Linked DNA regions of Mus musculus: region 2 is linked to region 1. Evidence: chromatin contacts called from public HiChIP or PLAC-seq data. All regions are on one chromosome and are shown on one strand. Each heading gives the region's core, a stretch centred on a gene start, on an enhancer-like site or on the middle of the called end of the contact. The rest is flanking DNA. Distances are from core to core; before and after follow the strand shown. Region 1 holds the start of Dnajc9 (DnaJ heat shock protein family (Hsp40) member C9). Region 2 has its middle 19 kb from the start of Saysd1.

What was found. HiChIP or PLAC-seq counts read pairs in DNA pulled down with a chosen protein or histone mark.
Region 2: a contact with region 1 is called in an H3K27ac HiChIP or PLAC-seq map of extraembryonic endoderm stem cells, with 2.2 times the contacts expected there. The contact joins the enhancer-like site here to the promoter of Dnajc9 in region 1. A contact is called at or near these places in 3 of 39 promoter capture datasets (the 3T3-L1 cell line, pre-B cells and stem cell-derived epiblast-like cells), 1 of 484 Hi-C or Micro-C datasets (embryonic stem cells), 5 of 115 datasets of contacts at active chromatin or transcription factors (embryonic stem cells, extraembryonic endoderm stem cells, pro-B cells and 1 more) and 1 of 9 other capture datasets (embryonic stem cells).

Annotation. Positions count from the first base shown.
Region 1 is chr14:20,387,383-20,391,628 of GRCm38.p6, reverse strand. It overlaps Dnajc9 (DnaJ heat shock protein family (Hsp40) member C9), which reads left to right and starts at 2,719. Exons shown (of 5, transcript NM_134081.5): 1 at 2,719-3,025; 2 at 3,189-3,329; 3 at 3,418-3,672. The coding sequence starts at 2,846. Mrps16 (mitochondrial ribosomal protein S16) reads left to right here. Exons shown (of 3, transcript NM_025440.3): 3 at 169-407. The coding sequence ends at 302.
Region 2 is chr14:20,100,295-20,104,667 of GRCm38.p6, reverse strand. No RefSeq gene overlaps it. Among named protein-coding and RNA genes, the nearest start is that of Saysd1, 19 kb to the right of the region's middle. Within about 2 kb of position 1,352, at least 12 of the 459 cell types and tissues checked have an H3K27ac peak or open chromatin away from gene starts, as enhancers often do. A contact at or near this core is called in extraembryonic endoderm stem cells, where this site is marked.

The DNA.
Region 1 (4,246 bases), core at 1,470-3,969:
GTTTATTAGTGAGGAGAACGGTGTTAGGAAGTAGACAGTGAGCTTAGCAAGCCAGGAGCCTATTTCTTGCCTATGCTGTTGGTCAGGTGTTGGGTTTCAGTTCTGGGAAGCAGACTCTTGGGAAACTACATGTGAGCTACATTATAATGAGAATCCTGTTGCTTTTAGGTCTGTCTGGCTTTTTCCCCCTTCATCCAATGATGATCACCAATGCTGAGAGACTACGGAGGAGGAGAGCACGAGAGGTCCTCTTAGCGTCTCAGAAAGCAGAGTCAGAGGCCAAAGAGACAGAAGCAAGCTGACTTCAGTGAACACTGCCGTGGCCGCAAAGTCAAGGGCCTGTGAAACTTGTGCATAAAGTTTTGTGTTGGGTTTTAAGGATCAATAAATGGAGTTTTCTAAGTCACGGTCCTCTGGCATAGCCTGAGCAGGAGTCAGACAGAGGTTTCTTTTGTCTGATGTTAGAGCTGGATGTAGATACCTGCTTGGCTTTCCTACCTTACCTTGTGGCATGCAGGGGGTACAGGGAGGTTTGGGCTTTGGGTTAGGCCCTGGTCACACGGGCAGCTTTACAGTTTGCTGGTATCCAGTACGTTCCTGCTTCAGAGTCCTCAGCCGAGTGTTCTTGGCTCATTCAAATGTTTTCTTTAAGACAGGGTTTTTCTCTGCAACCCTGGCTGGTGTGGAGCTTGTTTTATGTAATCTATACACCAGCCTGACCTTGAACTTGTAGTGTCCTCTGAGTGCTAGGATTACAGGGAGGGCTTCTATGCATGGCCCAAATGCTTCCTTAACCACTTGGATCATCCCAAAGGTGAAGAAGACAATCGCCTTGTGTATTGTCTGTTTCCTTGACACATGAGCTCATGTATACAAAGACTCTGATGGAAAAGTTGGGGCTTTAATAGCCTTACCTTTTTTTTTTTTTTTATTGTTTTCTTTTGTTTGTTTTTCTTTTCTGAGATTGGTTTCTCCGGAACAGAACTGACTTTGTGTGCCAGGCTGGCCACCTGCCTCTGTCTGCTGCGTGGCGGGAATGAAGGCGTCCTCCGCTACCCTTTAAAGAGTAATCAGAAGGAAGTGCATCCAAAGGCTGAGAGTCTGTCGCTGTGTGTTCTGTATCACAGCTGTGGGTCAGTCAGATCCACGGTTACAGATGAGGGAGGCTATGCTCAGGAGTAGGAAACATAACTTGAGAACAACTTGGGATTCAAACTCCGTATGTCTACCTACAAAGTATTTTCCTACATATAATGTTGCCTATATGAAAGGAAAAACAAATGATAAGACAGCCATTCCAAAGCTCACTTTAAATGCCAGTGGGAAGCCTAGAACATGGCTCAGGACGTAAAGCGCTTTATTTTTACCTTAGCTCTGAGGTACTGAGTTCACATCCTTAGACCCCATGTACTAGTTAGACAGGAAGCAAAGAGTCTGCAATAGCAGCATCCTACAGGGACATGGGACGGTGGAGAGACAAAGGAATCCTCAGACACGGGCAAGCTGGCATGCACAGTGGAGAAACAACACAGACATCTTGTGTCAAATGAGGTAGGAAGTGAAGACTGACACCTAAGGTGGTATCTGACCTCCATGTGTTAAAGCATGCACATGCCCACTCTAACCAACACATGAATGTGCACGCATACACAGAACAGTCTATGATAGAGTCGTGTTTAGGTATTGTGAGTTCAGTATGTAAATGACAGGCTGTATGAAATCAAACACACCGTCTGCCTCACAGTGCCCCAGAACCATGGGATTCTACAGCTATAAACACGAATCACAGGTTTGCTTTTACGTGCTGGTTAATGTAGGTTTTAAGTTCTAGAGTAAGGCTACATTCTTTAGGAATGTAGTGCTCTGGCCTGTTTTATCTGGATTCTGAGAATAGTTACTTATGTACATTCAGAGGTTGCTCTCCATCCAGTGTGGCTGCTGGTTTTCCTTCACTGGGCATGAAGGAACTTTGAAAGTAGGTAAGAGAGGAACTAAGTTTAGTTGGCCTTGATTTTTAGATCCGAGGAGGGGAAAAGCCGAAGAAGCACTGAACTATTTAAAATGATAGGATGGGTGGGTCAGTGCAATTAGTTTCCATTGCTGTGTGAGGTGACTGCAGCAGGTGAGTGGCGCTGATTCTGTGCTGCCAAAGATACACATCCTTTGAGATAAAAGGCATTCTTAAAAGTTGTGCTTTGTGTATTTTGATTGATACAGGCTATTCCTGCATGGACTGAGGGATTCATCCCAGATGAAGTCATCTAAGCCTATAGTTGTACTCTGAGTATCACCTTAAAAAACACATTAACCTTTGGGTTGAACATGTCAAGTTTCCCAGTTTTCCTTATTTTGTATGATTGTGTATGATTGTGTGTGTTTGTGTGTGTGTAGGCCAAAAGACAACTTGACAGAGTATGTTCTCTCCTGCCACTGTATGGGTCCCAGAGGTCGTCAGGTATGGCGGCATGCCCTCCAACCCGCTGAGCATCCTCTCCAGCCCGAGCATCCGCTCTCTATTCGGAAAACTTTCGTTGTGTCTTGTACCGTACTCTCATGTATCATTGAGCTGTGCAGGGAACTGGGAGGAAGCGCAGTAGTGGCTGGCACCGGGTGGGGCGTGCCTCCTCTCCAGAAGACGCCACCGCCGTCTCATTTTACTTCGCGGGCGAGAGCGAGGCTGCTTTGCGGCTGCCGTAAAGTGCGGCTGGCCCCGCCCCCGGCGCTTCTCCTGTGACGCAGGCGCCCAGAGTTATTTGGGCGGGAAAAGGCGGCCGGCGGTCCGCTGTCCAGCAGAGCGGCTGTGGCTACAGCTTCCCCGGGTTCGCGGAGCAGCCTCTTCCCTGGCATGGGGCTGCTGGAGCTGTGCGAGCAGGTGTTTGGCACCGCCGACCTCTACCAAGTGCTGGGCGTGCGGCGCGAGGCTTCGGACGGCGAGGTCCGACGCGGCTACCACAAAGTGTCCCTGCAAGTGCACCCCGACCGAGTAGAGGAGGACCAGAAAGAGGACGCCACCCGCCGCTTCCAGGTTTGTGGGCCCGCGTTCGGACTGCTGCCCGGACTTGTGCTCTCGCGGGGCCCCTGCTCCTAGGACAGCGCACTGCTGATCCTCGGCCTGGCATTTTTCAGCTTTTCTAGCTGCCCTGTTTCGGTGGGAGGTTCAGGATGACTTTTGGATACTCTGCTTACAGATCTTGGGAAGAGTCTACGCGGTTCTGAGTGACAAGGAACAGAAAGCAGTGTACGATGAACAGGGGACAGTGGACGAAGACTCTGCTGGCCTCAACCAAGACCGGGACTGGGATGCATATTGGAGATTACTCTTTAAAAAGGTAAAGAGCTTTAGTGGCTTTGACTAATTCTCATCATTCAGTCCACAAGAACAATTCGCGAAGTTAAAGCAATCTTCTTTGTTATTAGATATCGCTAGAGGATATCCAAGCTTTTGAAAAGACATACAAAGGCTCCGAAGAAGAGCTAAACGATATTAAGCAGGCCTATCTGGACTTCAAGGGCGACATGGACCAGATCATGGAGTCTGTACTTTGTGTACAGTACACAGATGAACCCAGGATAAGAAACATCATTCAAAAAGCTATTGAATCCAAAGAGATTCCAGCCTACAGCGCCTTCGTCAAAGAGTCTAAACAAAAGATGAATGCAAGGAAAAGGAGGGTAAGTAGTGTTGTTCCTAGCACATCTCAGCTGCTTCAAAAAAGGGTCTCGCTGTATTCACAGCGACGGAAATAGACTGCTGCGATATGACTGCTTGACCTGCAGCATTGATCTAACTAGATGACCAGGAAGAAAGCCCTGATTACTTTGGTATGTTGTGCTGAAAATGATTCCACTTTATGGACTGTTTGAAGTCACCCTCAAGTGATTCTGAAAAACTTTTCACACGAGGCAGTCCTTGTAGCTTTGCTGTATGGAGCCTGGTTACAAGGCTGTGGGCCTTGTGTGGTTATTGAACAGGTAGAAGATGGCAGTGATTGTGTGCTGTTAAACATGTAGAATGGCGGGGTGGTGCTCCCAGTACTTGAGCACTGAGGAAGCTAACTGAGGATTGCCACTTTTGAGGTCAGGCTGCGCTGTGTGGATCCGTGCTGCATTGGTTGTCTAGTACGTGGGAGGTCCCTAATTCTCCAAAACTGCCCAGAAGAGGGGGAGAAAACAAAAATTAAAAAAAATTCTGTAAATACATATAGTTATTTCACACACACACACACACACACACACACACAAGGGG
Region 2 (4,373 bases), core at 103-2,602, 290 kb after region 1:
AGGCTAGACTGACTGTATACTGAGAGATCCACTAGGATTATAAGTGTGTACCACTATTCCTGGCTCTTTTCACATGAGTCCTGGGGATTGAACTCAAACTCAGCTGGGGATTATGCTTATCTTGGAAAGCACTTTACCGACTGATATATATATACATATATATATACATATATATATATGTATATATATCATATGTGTGCATGCATGTGTGTATGCTTCATGGTAGCATGTAGATTAACCAAACACCTAGATTAACCTTACAACCTATGTAAACAGACACATTAACCAGCATAGACCTTGAACCTTTTATATCACTTCTGATCCAGGGGAGTGATCCGAGAAAGGAAAGCACTGTCTAGAGCTGTAGACAGACCTGAGGCTTGAATGGCTGGGCTGTTGATTTGATAGCAAGCCCCAAGTTGAGAGTTAAGAAAACATGAAGAGAGTGATGGTTCAGGAGACATGGAGACGGGCAGCATGTGACTACAGGGGCAACAAGGGCTTGTAAAAGGGAAGCCCTTCTTTGGAGTGTTAATAATAACCATGCTAACCTGGTATAGTAACACACTCCTGCAACCCCAACACTCTAGAGGAAGAAGCTGTAAGAGTTGTGAGTTTGAGGCCATCTTAGGCTATATAGTGAACTCGAGGCCATTCTGGGTTACAAAAGAAGACTCAGTTTTAAACAAGAACATATTGACTAGAATATAGTAATATTAAAAATTAAAACAACAGCAACAATCTAGACACAGCTTTGCCTTTATCATGTGCTTACTACGTACACTTCTCATGTACATTACTCTCCTAACAAAATAGGGATATTAATCTCATATGACTTGTGATAAAATTGAAGATTAAAAGACTTTTCTAGGCCCCTGTTAGGGCTTGATTCAAAGCCACAGGCTGTGGAAGCCAAGCCTGATCAGTGAGCAAGGCATGGCACTGTGGAGCCTGAAGCCCTTCAGAGATGCTCTGCTCAGAAAATGATTGAAATCGGATGGGGAAATAGTGAGTTTGGGAGAATCCAGGTTACTCAGAGTGCGTCTGAGCATTTTCCTGCTGTCTTTGTTGCAGGCCCTCCCAGAGCCATCTCTGTGTGTGCTGTTGTATTGTGTGAGCCTTCAGAAAGGGAACAATAAGTCAGGGCTTCGCAAACGTCTGGGTGACTAAACACACTTCTCCTAGAGCATTTTGGAAATTTCCCAACTTATTTGGATGCCAGACAAGCAGAGAGCCTGCTAGAAGGGGGCTGGAATATAGCTGAACCTTGCTGGCGACTGTCCTAGGGTGTGATGGAGGAGGAGGAAATAGATATGTCTCCCAACCTCTCCAGGAATTCTGAAAGTAGGAGGGGAAGTAAATAGAGATTAGAGCAAAGGAGCCAGGAGACAGATGGGTTGGGCTTAGCCGGTATAGCACTTGCTAAGTGTGCACAAAGCCCCAGGTTCAAGCCCCAGTAATGCATTAAGACGGGTGTGGTGGCAAATGCCTGTCATTCTAGCACCTGGGAAGAGCAAATGGGAGGATCAGGAGTTCAGGATCCTCTATGGCTACATAGGAAGTGTGAGGCCAGTCTTGGCTACATGAGACCATGTGGAAGAAAAAGGAGGATAAGAAGAGGAGAAGGAGGAGTCGGGAAGAGGAGGAAGAGGGGGCAAAAGAGAAAGAGAAAAAGAAAGAGACACACAGAGGGATGGGGAGACCCATCAAGAGATGGCCCTGATTTCATGTAGTGCAGATGGAAGTGCATGGCTCCTTGGTCAGAAAGCAAGAGCAAATACCATCACGGGAACAAAACCTGAAAGCTTTTCCCTTTCTTAAGCTGACATGGTATTTTCACTATTTAAAGCCCTTCTATGTAAAGAATCATAATGGTGACCAAAGACGAGCTGTTACTTGTATTGTGCGGTGCCAGTTTGAAATATACAGTGCTAATAATATACCAAGGGCAGAAACTTTCTGATCATGGGTCTCATGGGACTTCGTAGGTGGCATATTCACCAAGCCAGCCCTGGGTGCAGGACAAAACCCTTGAATGAATTTTACAGTCTTTAAGCAGCTGGCTTTGTGTACTCTCCATGGAACTGTTGGGTGTCTGACATTTACAGTGTCTCCTGCAGGAGTTACACAAGGGCTTTGGCTGCTGGAGTACACCTCTGAAGGACTTCCATGACCACATTATTCACTAGAGAAAGAGGGGTCAGCAAGAAGAACATTTCCCTTTCATTCTTCCAGCTGTAAATGTCATTGCTCACACATAGCAAAGGAATGGTTCCCCCATGCCAGAGCTGTTTCACAAACAGGTTAGACGCCAGCCTACTGGCTTCGAGGATGAATGGACAGTCAACAGACAGAAGCCAAAACATGGCTTTCCAGGGACAGAATTAAAACTCTTAGCCTAAGAGAGTGTTTGTGTCTTCAATGTCCCTCAAAGCCATTGTATGGTAAGACTTGGTCCCTATGGGAGGTGGCCGAACCTTTAAGGAGTGATGATTTGGGCTGGAGAGATGGCTCTGAAGATAAGAGAACTTGCTGCAAGAACTAGAGTTCAGATCTTGACACTCATGTAGTGTGCCTGGCATGGTCCTGCACATACCTGGAATTTCAGCCCTGGGGAACGGAGGACAGAGGCACGAGGGGGATCACTACAGAGGCACGAGGGGGATCACTGAGGCTGCTATAAGAAAGCCAAGAGAAAAGCACAAGCTCCAGGTTCAGGAAGAGACTCTGCCTCACAAGGAAGATGGCAAAGACAGATAGAGGAGGATACTTGATATCTTATTCTGGCCTCAATGTCACACACACACACACACACACACATACACACACACACACACACCACACACACACACACATACACACACACATACACACACACACACACACACACACACACACACACACACACACCACACAACACACACACACACACACACACACACACCACACACACACCACACACACACACACACATACACACACACATACACACACACACACACACACACACACACACACACACACACCACACAACACACACATACACACACACACACACACACACACACACACACACACCACACACACACACACACACACACACACACACACACACCACACAACACACACGTGTGCACACCCCACTCACAAATTAGAGACTAGTAGAAGGAAGATATGATCTTGAAGTTGGGGGCATGCCCTGGAACCCTTGAAGTCTGGCATTGTGCTAGCCACTGGCCATTGCTGTAACCATCCTGGCAGAAGAGAAGATATTTTAAAGAGATAGTCTTATGTTATCAGATTACTGGAACAATGGCTACCAAAGAATCAAAATGTATTCAGGAGGACTGGAGAGATGGCTTTGAGGTTAAGAGCACTGGCTGCTTGTCCAGAGACCCTGAGTTCAATTCCCAGCGACCATGTGGTAGCTCACAACCATCTGTAATGAGATCTGGCACTCTCTTCTGGCCTTCAGGCATATAAGTAGGCAGAACACTGCATATATAATAAATAAATCTTTTAAAAATTGTCTACAGGAATCTCATGCTGAGGGGAGAAGCACTCCCTAACCCTCACCCCCACCCCCACCAGAGTGATTTCACACAGTTCTGACAACTTACCAAACTACCTTGTAGGAGAGGTCAGTGGGGGGCAGGACCACCCTTGACCGGGTGTACTGGCTAGTTTTATGTCAACCTGACTCAAGCTAGAGTCATCAGAGAGGAGGGGGCGTCAACCAAGATCCGTCCATAGATGAGGCTGTAGGAAGCCTGTAGGGCATTTTCCTAATTAGTGCTTGATGGGGGAGGGTACAGCCCATTGTGGGTGGTGCCATCCCTGGGCTGGTGGTCCTGGGTTTTATAAGAAAGCAGGCAGAGCAAGCCATGGCAGAAAGCCAGTAAACAGCATTCCTCCATGGCCTCTGCATCAGCTCCTGCCTTCAGGATCCTATCCTGCTTGAGTTCCTGCCCTGACTTCCTTCAGTGATGACTATGATGTGGAAGTATAAGCCAAATAAACTCCCTCCTCGTCAGCATGCTTTTGGTCCTGGTGTTTCATCACAGCAATAGTAACCCTGACTAAGACAGCAGGGCTGCTTAACTGGATGTAACTACTGCCTGTCCTCTATTTAAACCTAAACATCATGTCAGGGTTGGGGAGAAAATGTCGTGGGTTGGGGGGGGGGGGATCCCAGATGTCTTTGCCACATTTTCTCTACTTTCCACAATTACTCATCTGTTTAATTGTCCTCCAGAGGACAAGTGGCTCAGCCTAACTTGTTAGAGCCACCTGGACCCAGGCTGACCCTAACAGCTCTGGTAAGGATGCTATGGTGTAGATGTTATTATCCCAGTTTTCCAGAGGACAAGAGA